Regions from separate parts of the Oryctolagus cuniculus genome. Here region 1 is linked to region 2. A link is a contact called in public Micro-C data. All regions are on one chromosome and are shown on one strand. Each heading gives the region's core, a stretch centred on a gene start, on an enhancer-like site or on the middle of the called end of the contact. The rest is flanking DNA. Distances are from core to core; before and after follow the strand shown. Region 1 holds the start of DHRS12 (dehydrogenase/reductase 12). Region 2 holds the start of INTS6 (integrator complex subunit 6).

What was found. A called contact is a pair of places that touch in the nucleus more often than the background predicts.
Region 1: a contact with region 2 is called in a Micro-C map of ear pinna, with 6 times the contacts expected there. The contact joins the promoter of DHRS12 here to the promoter of INTS6 in region 2. A contact is called at or near these places in 2 of 6 Hi-C or Micro-C datasets (ear pinna and psoas muscle).

Annotation. Positions count from the first base shown.
Region 1 is chr9:71,198,740-71,205,999 of mOryCun1.1, reverse strand. DHRS12 (dehydrogenase/reductase 12) reads left to right here and starts at 4,519. Exons shown (of 4, transcript XR_011378810.1): 1 at 4,519-4,890. It overlaps CCDC70 (coiled-coil domain containing 70), which reads right to left and starts at 4,445. Exons shown (of 3, transcript XM_017350324.3): 1 at 4,345-4,445. LOC138843808 (a long non-coding RNA gene) reads right to left here and starts at 6,646. Exons shown (of 2, transcript XR_011378816.1): 1 at 6,446-6,646; 2 at 5,985-6,223.
Region 2 is chr9:70,838,820-70,845,662 of mOryCun1.1, reverse strand. INTS6 (integrator complex subunit 6) reads left to right here and starts at 1,778. Exons shown (of 19, transcript XM_051832218.2): 1 at 1,778-2,435; 2 at 2,818-2,895; 3 at 3,686-3,835. The coding sequence starts at 2,325.

The DNA of each region.
Region 1 (7,260 bases), core at 3,270-5,769, 360 kb before region 2:
CTCGCATTAATTGGCCTTATTCCTTGGGTTACTTAGTCCTGGACTCAAATGGGGCTTTGCATTTTTCTTAACATCCAAAGCAGAAAGGAGGAGCTGATCAATGAGAAGATACACATTGTCCATGACGTTCAAGAAAAAAAATAAGGCCCCTGTGCCACAAGGCCTGGCCGGGTCGAAGCTCCTCCTGTCCCCGTCGTGAGCAACCGTCCAGTGACTCACAGCAATAAAATCCTGGCAGTCTGGATTCTTTTCAACTCATTTTTTTTTCTTCATTGGAATATTGCAGCTTCTAAAGTATTACATAGCCTGTGTTTTTCCATAGCCAAAAAAAATGCATTTCATAAACCGGTTTATAGGTTGTAAATGTGTTTCTAAGGAAGCCAGTTTTGGTTCAATTTCCAAGTCATGGGGGAAGGGGGTAGCCCAGATCCCCTCCCGCCCTGCAGCCCTGCAGCAGGTGTGGTGGTTAATGGCTCCCACCTGCACCTGTTCCTGGGGCCCACCTGTGGCTGACTGGGGCTAGCTACCAGGAGGTGATGGGAGTCACTGCTTGCTGTCCTCCTCACCCCTACCTCGTAGGTAAGGATGGAGCAGGAAGAAGGGCAAAAGCTCAACCCCTTGTTACAGGGCTGGTCAACCCCCTGTGCTCCAGGGCTCTCGGGGAGATGGGGCGGATACTGCACTTCATGGGCCGCCACATCCCAAAGTCTTCCCTTTCTCTGTCCTTCTCCCCTCATTCTCAATCCTGTTTCTCCTGAGACCACGCCCTCAGGACGCTGCATTACACGGACCCAGGGAACCCGGCTAAGCCACGAGTGGTTCTCAACAGCTAGAGGCACGGGATAAATCACTAGCATATTCCCTCTTTCTTTTCCTAAAATGTCTATTTTAAAAATTTGTTTTTATTGTAAAAGTGATACATGCTTTGACTAGAAACTCAAAGAACATCAAAGGGTGGGGAGCAAAATAGGAAAAATGTCAAGCTCTGCCCCAAGTCCCAGTTCCAGTTGCCACAAAGTGCCCAGTGGGATGAGGCATTGGCAGAGCAGTTAAGATACTGCTTGGGACACTCCCATCCCATATCACAATGTCTGGGTTTGAGTCCTGTTTCTGTTTCCAATTCCTGCTTCCTGCTAATGCACACTCTGGGAGGCAGTGGTGAGCCACTTGGGTCCCTGCCAGTTACATGGGAGACCTGGATGGAGTTCCTGACTCCAAGCTTTGGCCTGGCCCAGCTTCTGCTATTGCAGGTCTTTGGGGAGTGAACCAGCAGATGAATGGAATATCTGTCTCTCTGTCTTTCAAATAAATAAATAGATTTTTACAAGAAAGTACCCTGCATTCATTTGTTAGTACCCCATGTGATTTTAATCATATGTGCGTAAGTCATGCCAGACTATTCCTGTCATCCTGTGGCCTGCTTGCTGCACTCCCTGGATCATGGATTTCTTTCTGTTATCCCTGCAGAGATCTGCCTCCAACACCAACACGCGCTATCTTCCTGACACTTGCTGAAAGGGGCACGGTCTCTGTACCTGGCAGGCTGTATCCTTTCTGGAAATCAAAATAGGAAAACCAGTAATGTGAAATGTGATTTTGCTACACGAACAACTGAGAGGTGAGTGTGAGAAAGTGTGAGGGGTCTTCAAGAAAGTTCATAGAAAATGAGTATTATGAAAATGCCATGCATGGATTTCAAATTGTTTTGCACCTAAATAAACTTACCTTTTATTTCTCGTTTCCATAAACTTTTAGAAGTAGCCTTATATATGAGGTATTGAGTAGTAAGCATTACAGAGATGGAAAAAATGGTGGCTGCCAGGGGCTGGGGGCAGGGTGGGGTGGGAGCAGGTTGAGGGCTCAGTGTTTTGTGAGCACAGAGCGTTGGATGGAGGATGAAGAAGTTCTGGGGATGGGTGGTGGTGAATGTATTCTGTGCCACTGAACTGCACATTTGCAAACGCTTAAAGAGGCACATTTTGAGGCCTGCGCTGTGGTGTAGCGGGTGAAGTCCCACCCATATGGGTGCCGGTTCGAGTCTTGGCTGTTCCACTTCCAATCCAGCTCTCTGTTGTGGCCCGGGAAAGCAGTAGAAAATGGCCCAAGTCCTTGGGCCCTTGCACCCGCCTGGGAGTCCCAAAAGAAGCTCCTGGCTCCTGGCTTCAGATCAGTGCAGCTCCAGCCATTGTGGCCATCTGGGGAATGAACCAGTGGATGGAAGACCTCTCTCTCTCTCTCTTTCTCTCTCTCTGTCTCTCTCTGTAACTCTGCCTTTCAAATAAATAAATAAATCTCTTTTTTAAAATGAAGTTGTGCATTTTATGTTATGTGCATTTTACCACAATTAAAAATGTAAAAGTTGGGGGCTGGTATTGTGGCACATTGGGTTAAGCCACTGCCAGCATCCCATATTAGAGCACTCGTTCAAGTCCCAGCTGCTCCACTTCCCATCCAGCTCCCTGCTAATGTGCTTGGGAAAAGCAGCAAAGATAACCCAAGTACCTGGGCTCCTACCACCCACATCGAAGATCAAGATGGGGTTCTGGGTTCCTGGCTTCAGCCTGGTCCAGCCCGAGTGGTTGAGGCCATTTTGGGAGTGAGCCAGTGGATGGAAGACCTCTCTCTTTCTTTCTTTCCCTCTCTCTCCCTGTCACTCTTTCAAATAAATAAAATAAATCCCTTTAAAAATGTAAAAGTAATGTATTCTTCAGGACTCCCAAGCCAGGCCTGTGCCAAATGTCCAAATTGCCCTGTATGAAACAGCCAGCCAGGGCAGGCTCATGCGCTCATCCAGTGCATACATCAGGGCACATGAGCCCACAGGCTCCAACCGGATCCTCGCCTGGCTGATGGCAGGTCTCAGCGCAGAGTTCAGTCTCTGAGCACCTGTGGCTTGGGAGGTGGGGAGGAAAGCTGGCAGAGCGAACCATGGGAATCGCAAATCACCCAATCACACCTGGGAACACATCAACCAACCCCAGAGGCTGAGGGGACGATAGTGGAAGCTTCCAGCCCCCACAAGTTACTAAAAATAAGAACCTGCAGAAAAGCCGCCACCGGACATGTCCCCTGTCCTGGCGGAGAAGGGGTCGTGGACTGTCAGACTGGGTCCTGGCTCTGCACCCTTCTAGAAGTCTGATCTTATACACTCTGCTGCTACCATTCCTGGAGCTTCATTTGTAAGGAGCTCAGGGCAGTGCGGGGCACATGGGCAGTGCAGTGTGAGTGCTGGCTTATTGCTCCTCCCTCCCACGATGTGAGCACTGCACAGTTATGGAGTGGGGAAACAGAGCGCGGAATGTCTTCTGAAGCGGCGTCGGACTGAGCCCTGGCCTGCTGACTTCCAACCGCGGCTCCTGTCACCCAGCCACTCTGCATCCACTTTCCACTCCCAGCCTGCGCTGCCAGCCCTTCCCCTAGAAGCCAGTGCTGGCCCCACGCAGTGCAGAGAGCACTGGGCTAGGGCAAACTCTGTGCTGTCCTGGTCCTCCTGCTCCCCGAGGCCCAACAGAGGGAACCTGCCTGTGCACTGGGAACAGAGCCTGCTTGCTATCAAGCAGGAGCCCTGAGACATAAAGACCCCCCACACCAGTCTGTGCAAGACTGACCTGCCAGGGGCCCCCGCTGCCCCACCCTGGGCCCATCTCAGTGCCGTGGGTCTGTTCCCTAGAGGGTGGACAAAGCTGGAGGAAGAAACTGGGGGTGTGTGTGGGGGGGGAGCTGGGGGTGTTTGCACGCTTTTTGTCTAAGTGATTCATGCACAGGTTACAAAACGCCAAGGCACAAAGGCGTATTATTCCGTGTGGGCTGAGTCCCTCCCCCCAGCTTTGGCGCCCCGCGGCCAAGTTCTTGCCAGACTGAGACCCGCACTATGTTTGGAAACCCTCCGGTCAAATTGATTTGTTGTTTAGGCAGTTGGTTCTCACGGGCCACAAAGAGCCCCAGGGTGAGCCCATCTGTGAAAGCTGCCGGGCACCGAGGGCCGCCGGAGGCTACAGGGCTACAGTGGTGGCCACCGTGGGGGAGGCGGAGGGGGTGGCGTCCACTGTCCCTGCTCCGCCAGTGTGTGCTCCAAAACACAGTCACCTTGGGCTTCTTTTCAGCCTTTTGTGATTGAGGCTGGGAGCCCACAACACACCCCTACCCGCCCCCCCAATCCTTCTTGTCCTTAAGAAAAACCCACAGAGGCAGTGTCAGGCCCTGTGCATTGGTCTATGCTGAGAGTGACAAGGATCCGCATCAGGGCCGTCTCTTCCACCCCCTGCCTCATCCTCTCTTTCTTAGTGCTCATTTCCCTCCCCTCCATTTCTATTCACCACCCCCAGCTGTACTCTAAACACCTACCGTAAATGGTGCCTGGTTTCCTGCGAATTTATGATTGATGGTTGTTCATCTTATTAACTAAGTGGCTTTGCTAGGTAAAATATTAAGGCACTATTGCCATTATGACCTTGTCTTCCATGATCTCATTGGCAGCTGGTGTTTCCATGACAACTTGGCTAGAGACACTGGTTCTGAGTTTCAGTGGAAGGGGAGATGAACACTGGTGTGTGTGTGTGTGTGTGTGTGTGTGTGTGTAGGAGACGCAGAGCTCCCACCATGTACATCTGTGGTGCAGGAAGCCATGGCTTTCTTAGTCCACACCTTCTGTGTCTCCTTTCCATTTGGTCAAAATTAACCTCAGGGATCTAAATCAATGGGAAGGAAGCGTTAGAGGATGAATTCTGTCTCTGGCCTCTTCAGTGGCAAATTGGAACCAGGGACACAAATATTCTAGAGGCTTTCTACCCTACTGAACTGAGGACTTCCAGGCAGTTGGAGCTGGAAGGGAAGTTGCAGCTGTCATCTGGTCTGACTTTGTTCAGATGAGAAAACGGTGGCCCAAAGAGGGTAAGCGAATTGCCCCATAGCGAGGGGAAGGCATGCACCTTACACTTGGCCTACAATCCTGGCTACAGGGTGTATTTTCCTCTGACCTTTGCCAACTTACTTAACCCCTCCAAGTCTCAAATTGCTCCTATGTAGAATGGAGAAAATAAAAATAGTATGAGCAGGCTTATGGATCCGTGTGATGATGAAGTAAGACAACCCACAGCACCTGGCACATATTAAACCCTCCATAAATTTACTGCCAGTGGTCATGTAGGGAGCCAGAGGCAGAAATTGGACTAGAATCCAGCTCAGGTGACTTCTACGTAAACTGGAGCTTTCCTCCTGTTAACCCCACACCACCCTTTGTTTCTTTTCGTGAATGTGTCACTTGTCCCATGGAGAGCAGAAGCGGGTCTCGGGTGGGGAGGTTGGCTTTTCTTAAAGCCTATGAAATGCATTTGTGCTTACAGTACCTACCTTGGGGATATGTGCTGTTTTGAGGCTAAACATTAGACATTTCGTGCACTCATGGAACATTTGTTGAATGCAACTGCATGGCCACAGGTGCAGGGGAAGAAGGAGGGGGAAGAAAACTTACAGATGGAAATGACAAGTTTTGATCACACTGCATGCAGCTAAGCTTTTTATAATGAACCATCCCAGCAGCCTTATGAGGCGAACATATTCATTCCCATTTTACAAATAAACAAGCCAAGACCGAGCGGCTTTGCAGCTCGTCCAGGTTCACCATGGCTCATGGAGAGAGCTGGGTTTCCACCCCACCCCCACCCCCCGACTTCAGGGGGCCACTGATGTGCAGACAGACTTTGAGGCTCAAAATAATTTCTCACCCTTATGAGCCCCAAGTATTTCCTGATATAGTGAGAGGGAACCCCAGACTGACAGCTTTCCCAGGGCTGACACAGTGTCCAAGGCACTGGCACCTACCTCTGGGCACTCAAAATACCCTCCCGCCGGAAGCGGGCAGGCCTGGAAAGTCACACCCAGCATGGGTAGGTTTGCAAAATGTGACTCATTTAAACCTGTTTTCATCAACCATCAGGAATAAGAGCCGCACAGTGGACCCCCCCCCTCCCCCCAACAGAGTCCTGTTTAAAGGGGAAGCCGTTCTGGCAGAATTTATTTCACAAGTTTTTTCTGGAGTAGGGGCACGACCATCGGGTGGGGGGCGCGGGGTGTGAGTGAGCAGCGATCCTGTGTCCCAGGTAATGATGCTATTAGAGCAGCAGGCCTCACACATCTTCCTCAGTCTACCAGTTGGGTAAAGCAGCGTGGAATTTCACCGAGGGACCTCAGTGGACACCCGGGACGGAGGTCAGTTACGGAGACCCTGTTGGGAGTCACCGCGTGAACTCACACACGTAGGAACTTAGAAGCTGCTAGTTACTATAATAACCCTTATGGTAAGACCCATTCGATGTAGACATTAATACCCTAAGCCTCAGCATTAGATTACGCAGGATGTCCTCAGTAGCCCACTTCGCAGCAGGCCATCCCGCATCCCAGCCACACCCTGCATGACCCAGCACGCGGGTACTCCCCAAAGGCGCACCGAGCCCGCACAGCAGCTGCCCGAGCACACCGCCCAGGCCCCGGACCTCGCCGCCTCCCCAGCAGAGAGAAGCCGCGGCCTCAGCCGCTCTTACATAACCGGGATGACGTCACCGCGGGCGGCTCCCGCAGCCCGGGGGCGGGGCCGCGCCGGGGGAGGGCGTCGGGTACGCGGCGCGGGCTCGGCGTGCGGCGCGCGTCCAAGCCCCATGCCTTTTCCGCAGCGCCGCGTGGGTCCGGGCGCGCGGGCGGCCGGTGGGCGGGGCCAGAGAGCTGTCACGTGGCCCGCTTTAGTGGGAGCCGGAGGGGCCGAGCCCGAGGCTCTCTCGCCGTCTAAGTGGAGGGACTAAACGAGTCTGGAGCGACAGGGGTGCCTGTGGTGCAGCAGCCAGAGTGCTGCTCCCGGGTGCTGGGGGGCGCGGCTTCCGTCTGGGGGGCGGGAGCTGGCCACGCCCCCGCCCGCGTCCGCCCCACTGACGTAGGGCGGCGCCAGCGCCGTGGAGCCTCCTGGGCGTTAGGTCGGCGCCCGCACTGGGGGACCGTCCTTCGTGAGGGTGTTTGCGGCGTGAGGCTCGCTCGTCGCGAGTCGCCATGCGGGACTCTGCCTTGGTACTTCCCCGGGCGTGTTTGTGGTCAGCGAGACGATGCGGCGCGCGTGCGTGCGCGCGCCTGGTGAAGGGCGCTTGGCGGTGGCTCCAGGAGCCCCAGGGCTGGCGGATTCCGCGGAGGGCAGAGGGAGGTTCTTATCTGAGAATTTATTAAGCTCCCTGGTGGATCTCCACCCTGCCTGCGCGTCAGAGCCTGGGGGAGAATAAC
Region 2 (6,843 bases), core at 529-3,028:
AACAAAATGGCACAGCTTAAATATATGAAGCTTGGACAATGTTCTTCATCACTCCAAGTGATAAATTTCTCTTTCCTGAATTATTTAGTATCTTATCACTTTCTACGTTGGAGTAGCTAATAATACATATGAAAAATATTCACCTAGAAAACCGTAAGCTCACTGAAGGCAGTGGCCACATTTTATTCATTTATTTCCAGCAGGCCTATTTCACAGTAGGTCCTTAGCAAATACTGGCTGCAAGACCTGTACTCCGTCATAATTTTTAGTCCAAATACTCTTACAAGTATCCATACCTCTTCTATGGTCCACACTTACAAAACACTTTTCACTGAAATAGCCTGACTATAAATTAACAAAAAATCTCCAAGGTTGTCATAAATATCGGGAAGTTTTGAAACTCAAGATTTTAAAAAAAAATGCCACAACATGTCTTCTGTGTTAATAGGAACAATTTCTTTAAATGATCAGTAGGCACATAAAATTTCAAGATTAAAGAATAAAATCTGGAAAGGACAGGCTAACGGGAGGCGTCCTACAAATTAGCTATCCCTACAAAGGCCGCTTAATTAAGTCTCTTAATTGTATCTAAGGCAGTCTTCATTTTTTTCAGCGAGTTCGAGGAAGCTGTTTTTCTCGGAGCAGATTCATGACTTCAGGTAAGGCAGGGGCTTGACCGAGACTGCTTCTCACACACACACACGGGTTTTGGAGTTGGAGGGGCTGCTTGTAAGGGAGGGTTCTGGGAACCCCCGTCACTGTGTTATCTGGGCAAGTTCATGTCAGGTTTTTCACTTTAAAATGAGGGCAATGGATGATTTGCTAAAGTCCCTTTCAACTCTGAAACTGATATCCTATGACCCTGAGTAAACAGCTTGGAAAAAGTCTTTTTCTCTGGGAAGGAGCAGTTACGTTTGCTCAGGATAAAAAGGGTAGCAAAGCACTTATCCATAAGCTCCAGTCTCTCCCTAGGCCGTTCCCGGGTTCGGCGGCTTTCTGGGTGCCCCTTCCGACGGCAAGGCTCCGGGTCTGCCGAGCGCCGCCCTCAGCCTTCGGCCGTCGCCCCCGCAGCGCCCGAGGATCCGGGCGAGGCGAGGCCCTCGGGCCCACTCCCCAGCGGGAGCGGTGTGACTCGCCGCGATTAGTCCCCGGTCATAAACAACCTCTCACTTCCCCTCCCCCGCCCCGGGCCCGCCCGCGCTGGGCCGGCCCTCCCAGGCCCGGGAACCTCCTCCCGCCACCGCGGGTCCCGAGCCTTCCTCGCGAGGGCGGCCGCGGGCCTGCCCCCTGCCCTTAACCGAGTGTGTGTTCACTTTACTCAGCCCTCCTCGGTCGTCCACGTTACCAGCGACCTCGGAGGGCGAGCTGAGGACAATCTCCATTTGCCTTCCTCCGACCCCTGTCACCTCCAACAGCCAAGGAGAGGCCAGTGGCCCTGACGCGCAGGCTCACAGTGGCGGCCGCCCTGCGCGCGCCGACGCAGCCCCCGCCCCCCACCTCGCGGTCCTTCCGAAGCCAGTCCCCGCCCCTTCCCAGAGCCCGCCTCCGCGACGGCCCGCCTGCTCGTCCCTCGCGCTCGCTCTCGCGCGCACCCGACGCCCCGCCTCCGCGCATGCTCGATAACAACCCTCAGAGCCGGCCTACAAGCAGCCCCCGCCCCTGACCTGTTTGAATATGCTAATAAGAGCCTCGGGATTAGCCAATGGAGCTGCGGGGCGGTGCGTCACGTGGCCCGGGGACGTGTCAGGGGGCGGAGCCCCCGCAGCCCCTACCCGAGTTAAAACCGGAGTGTGAGAGAGAAAAGCGCTTCAGTAGCGAGAGGGGCTGAGAAAGTGGTGACACCGCCGGGGTGCGGAGGGAGTCCCTGAAACTTCTCCCAACAGCCCCAGGGCCAATCTCCCCTCAGCCCACTCCCCTCTTCGCCAGCTCCCAGGTCCCCACTCCCTGCACCGGGGGTGGGGTGGGGGAGCCAGGCCCGTCTCCCGCTGGGACACACACAGGGGCCGGGAGCGGGGACGGGACCCCCGAGGCGGGGGGGACGGACCGACAGACAGACGGCCGGGCGCCCGCCCCAGCGGGCAGGCAGGCAGGAGGAGGCGGAGGCGGGGGTACGACGGGGAGGACTGGGTCTGGGGAGTTTCCTCTCAACTATCGGGGGAGAAACTCCCCGCAGCCGGAGGAAAGACCCAGACGGTGTTTTCCTCCCGGGGGCCGCGCTCCCCCGCCCCGCGTAGCGGCGGCGACTGCCGCCGCCACCGGCGCCTCCACCTCTACCATCTCCTCTTTCTCCACCACCTCGGGCCCCGGTGTCCCCGGCCAGCACTATGCCCATCTTACTGTTCCTGATAGACACGTCTGCCTCTATGAACCAGCGCAGCCATCTGGGCACCACCTACCTGGACACGGCCAAAGGCGCGGTAGAGACCTTCATGAAGGTACCGACTGACCGAGCCCGGGGCGGCGACCCCGGCCCGGCGGCCCGCGGGCGGCAGGGTGGGGGAGGGCGGCTGGGGGCGGCGGGGCGGGGGTGTCGGGGACCTGACTGCGGGAGCTGCCGGGCTCCGGGACCCCCTCCCCCACCGCGCGGGCGGGCGGGCGGGCGGGCGCTGCGAGCCGGGCTCGGCCCGGGCCCGGGCTCCGGCCCCGGGGCTGGTGTGTAGGGAGCGATCGGTGTGTGTGGGGCGGCGTGGAGGGGTGGCCGCTGCGTGTGCGGATACTGTGGGGGGCGGCGGGGGACGCTGGGCGCCCCTTCTTCGCCTCGTAACCTCGCCTCTCTGCTTCCCTCTCGCCCGCCCCGTTCCTCCTCCCGGCCCGCAGCTCCGTGCCCGGGACCCTGCCAGCAGAGGAGACAGGTATATGCTGGTCACTTTCGAAGAGCCGCCCTATGCTATCAAGGTAACAGCCCTCGCCCTCCCCCTTCCCTTCCTTCCCTTCCCTGTTCCTTCCTCGCTCGCCCTCCCCGCCCCCCCATTCACCCTTCATTATGCTCCCCTCCCCCACCCGCTGCGCTCCCGGGGCGGAGGGCCCTTCCCCTGCGGGCTCCCACCCCCCTCCCCCGCTCGGGAGCGTCCCGGCGCGGCGCGGACTCGCCGGGCCACCGCCGTCCCCTCCCCGGCCCGGCCCGGCCCCGCGGCGGCAGCGGCGGCGGCGGCGGCGCTGCGATCAACATGGCCGACATTTCCCCTCCGCGGCGTGAGCGGCAGCAATGAACTGTGGGGGATATTTATTCAAGTTAGCCCGAGTGACAGCCGGGCCCGGCCGCGCCGAGCCCCGGTTTGCATTAAAGGGGAATCAGGCGCGCCGAAGGGGGCTGCGAGGCTGGGGCTGCTCGGATTCGCCCTGGGAGGGCTGCTGGAGGTTAACTTCCCAAGTGCCGCTCCCGGCCGCCTGCCCCTAGGACGTTTGCATCCCCACATTTTGAGTGTTAGATTAGGTAGTAGATTTCCCAGTGTGAAGTTAGAAAGTGTGCAGGCTGCTGGCTACCAAAAGCTGTAGAGCAGGCCGGTTGCTTGCCGGCTACCTTTGGCAGAGAGTTTCCTCAGCAGCGATAACAGTATTAACACGTTAACCCAACCATGTCAACCCAAAGTGAAGCAGCTACATGGTGCACGTCAGATTGTAACGGCTGGCCGTGTGCATTTAGCGTTACAGGAAGAAAAAAAAATTCTCACGTTTTTCTTTTCAGGCCGGATGGAAAGAAAACCATGCAACGTTTATGAATGAACTGAAAAACCTTCAGGCTGAAGGACTTACGACTCTTGGCCAATCCCTAAGGACAGCTTTTGATTTATTAAATTTAAATAGATTAGTAACTGGCATAGACAACTATGGGCAGGTAGGTTGAATATTAAAAGTGGAAAAATAGTTGATTTTTCTTGTGGGGAAAAAGAAAACAGCCCAGTCCCAAACTATCTAAGGTGAAGTGCAAGTGTGGAACATTTCAGAGTAAAATACAGTATGCACATAGTACAAAGGTGAAGCTCCGACTTACTGTGCATGGTTTTATATCCCTTAGTTTCTTTTCCCTTAAAAGGCATTTGTATTCAGAAGTAGAATCTGAAGTCTTTGCTGTAGAGTTTAATGTGAATGTGGTTTTCATTCCTTGAAAGTTCACGGGAGACAGGCCAGGAAGACCTCGCACCTCAGCATCCTCAGTTGCTCTGCTCCTCCATCCTCAGGCAGGTGTGCAGCTTTAGCGGTGGCCAAGTTGGACTTAGTTGTCAGTGGTTTTCATTTCCATCTTAGTAAACATGGCAGAGGGAATTATCCTGTTGGTTGCATCAGGGTTTAACTTAACCCTGTGTTCTAGTATTGTGTGAGTTCTCTCAAAGGTAAGATTTTTATGGAAGCACAATAACTGGCTGAGTACATTACGATTTTTTCTAATTAGCAATTATTGCAAGAGAAAGTCTGAATTAAATTACAGGTCCAGAATCCAGAGTTTTTACTTTTCCTAATTAGAAAAACAAAGTCTAAATCTCCAAACCATCAAGGAAAACAAGGCTGTCTGGAAAATAGGACAGAGCTTCCTTGACCTGCTGTCTCTGTATAGCACTTGTATCTGAGTGTGAGAGAAGCTTTGAATCACAATGATGGTTCACTAAGGAATAACGCAAGGTGATCCATATGACTTTTTAGGATATTGTTATCTTAGAATTAAAAAGATACTGAAGAATGTGTAGTGTTATTCATAAGCACAGAATATTATACACAAAAGAGTTCAAGTCTTTCATTGTAGTACAAAGCACTATTAAAATTGTGCATTTAGGGGTGGTTTTTCTCAAGTTCCGTTGTACACCCTTTGCATGAGTTTTGCACATTTCTGGAAGCAGAATTGTTTCTGTTTTAGAAGTTTTTATGACTTTCTTCCCGGGGATAACTGTTGAGCCCCTAAGCAACTTTAGAAATGGTTGAATTTAGTCCCAAAGCAATTACAGTATACATTGCTATTTAGAACCATTTGCCAGATTGCACTTCCATCATTTAATTAGGTAAATATGTATTTTCTTATCACTTTAGCTTTTGTCTGTGTTGCTCTGTTTTGAACTCTTAATAACTTAGCCTTGAACTAAGCTTGCCATGAACTTTTGGGTTTGTTTCTGTAAAAATTACAATGGATTTTTTTCCTTCTCATATTCCTTTGTTGGGTAGAAGGTATACAGTCTTTCACTGCTAAAACTTTAAACTGCTTTGCGTTCAAAGACACATTCAAAAGTAGCCATTATTTGGTTAGCTGACTAGATTGTCAGTATATAGCAGAACTATTTGTTTCTTCTTGTTCTGCATCACATGTCTAGTAGGAAAAGTATTTGGACACATTCGCCTCAATATTCAAAATATTCCTTGGGATACTTCCTTAGAGAACTGCTCCTAATGGAAGCCTGAGGACGTTTGGAACTTACCCCTGTATTTTCTTTCTCCAGTTGCCATCTTCCACAGAGAACACTTTAGTTTTTGTCTGTAAAGCTTATAAAAACTTTGAGGGTGAAGGTGGTCCTTCTATGCTGTTGCTACTTCTTTGACCAAGAGAAGAGCCTGGAGATTGGGATGTTTTTGCATTTTAGGGCTTATTAAGTCATCAACAGGGAGGGATAATGCTCAGTTATTTTGATGAATGAACAAAGATGCAAGAAGTAATACTAATGCTTATATCCTGATTGGTACATAAAAATGACACTAACATTAAAGTAATTGAAGAAGCCTGAATCTCTGAACAAAATGAGTAAAGTTTTTGATTAGAAGAAAATATCTTTCTAGAAGATTTTTTTCTCATCATAAAATTTTATCACATTCATTTAAATATTTCACATTTTTTATTCACAAGCAGAGATAAATGGTCAGGAATTTTGGATGCCTCAAAATATTTAATACTACACACCATTCATGTGTTCTTTGTAAAAGCACTTTGTATCTACTTGTTTTCTATGGAATACCTTCGTTCTATAACCTCAGTGTTTTACATAAATACTTCCCCTGTATACTAAGAACTGTGGAACCCACAGTACCAACCACATGTATGTAATCTCAGGTAGTGAAGGAAATAAGAAAAGGTGAGTTAGATGGAAGACAGCCTGTCTATTTTATAGAGCATTTAGAAAAGTTTATACAATTATTTTTTAAAAGTCTAAATATAGGTTAATGTGTATCTACTTGTATATTTACCTAGATAATCTTCCAGCCCCACACACACATGCACATATGTGATTTTCCATAATCAATTACAGAATTACAAGAGTATTAATGTCTATTACACCTGTTAATTTAGTAGCATACGCACAAATACATTTTTGAGATTAACTAGAGTGCTACAGAATTCATAGGGCATCTGTAAAGAAAAGTAGCTGAGAAAGAAGAACAATTCTTGTTCAAAGTTTTCCTCAAGCATTTTGGATAGCCCACTAAAATTTTTTTTACTGATAGAAGTCCCTATAAATATTTAATTTTAAAAATCAATGCCATTTGCTGACATTTCTACAGTCAGGAAACAATGTATAGCCTCTAATCTTTTCCTTTCTAGCACTATCTTATTAAATTGCTTATCATTGCAGATAAATTTGACATTTTTTCACATGTTCAACAGTTTCAAATAATGCTGATCATTTGAGAGTCACCGAAAATCGGAACCAGTATTAGTTTACAAAATTAGTAAATGTATGAATTTTTAGGGCTTTCATTAAAACTTTGTTAAGTATATTTTATTTTCATGTTGTTCCAGATTTTTCTGTTTTTCCCTCGATGTTTTTAACATTATCATTTCTTTCTTTGGAAAGTTAATTTCCATTTTGAATTAGCTGCTAAATCTTGTTCTTGCCTGTAATTTTATTTTGTCACTGGTCTGACTCC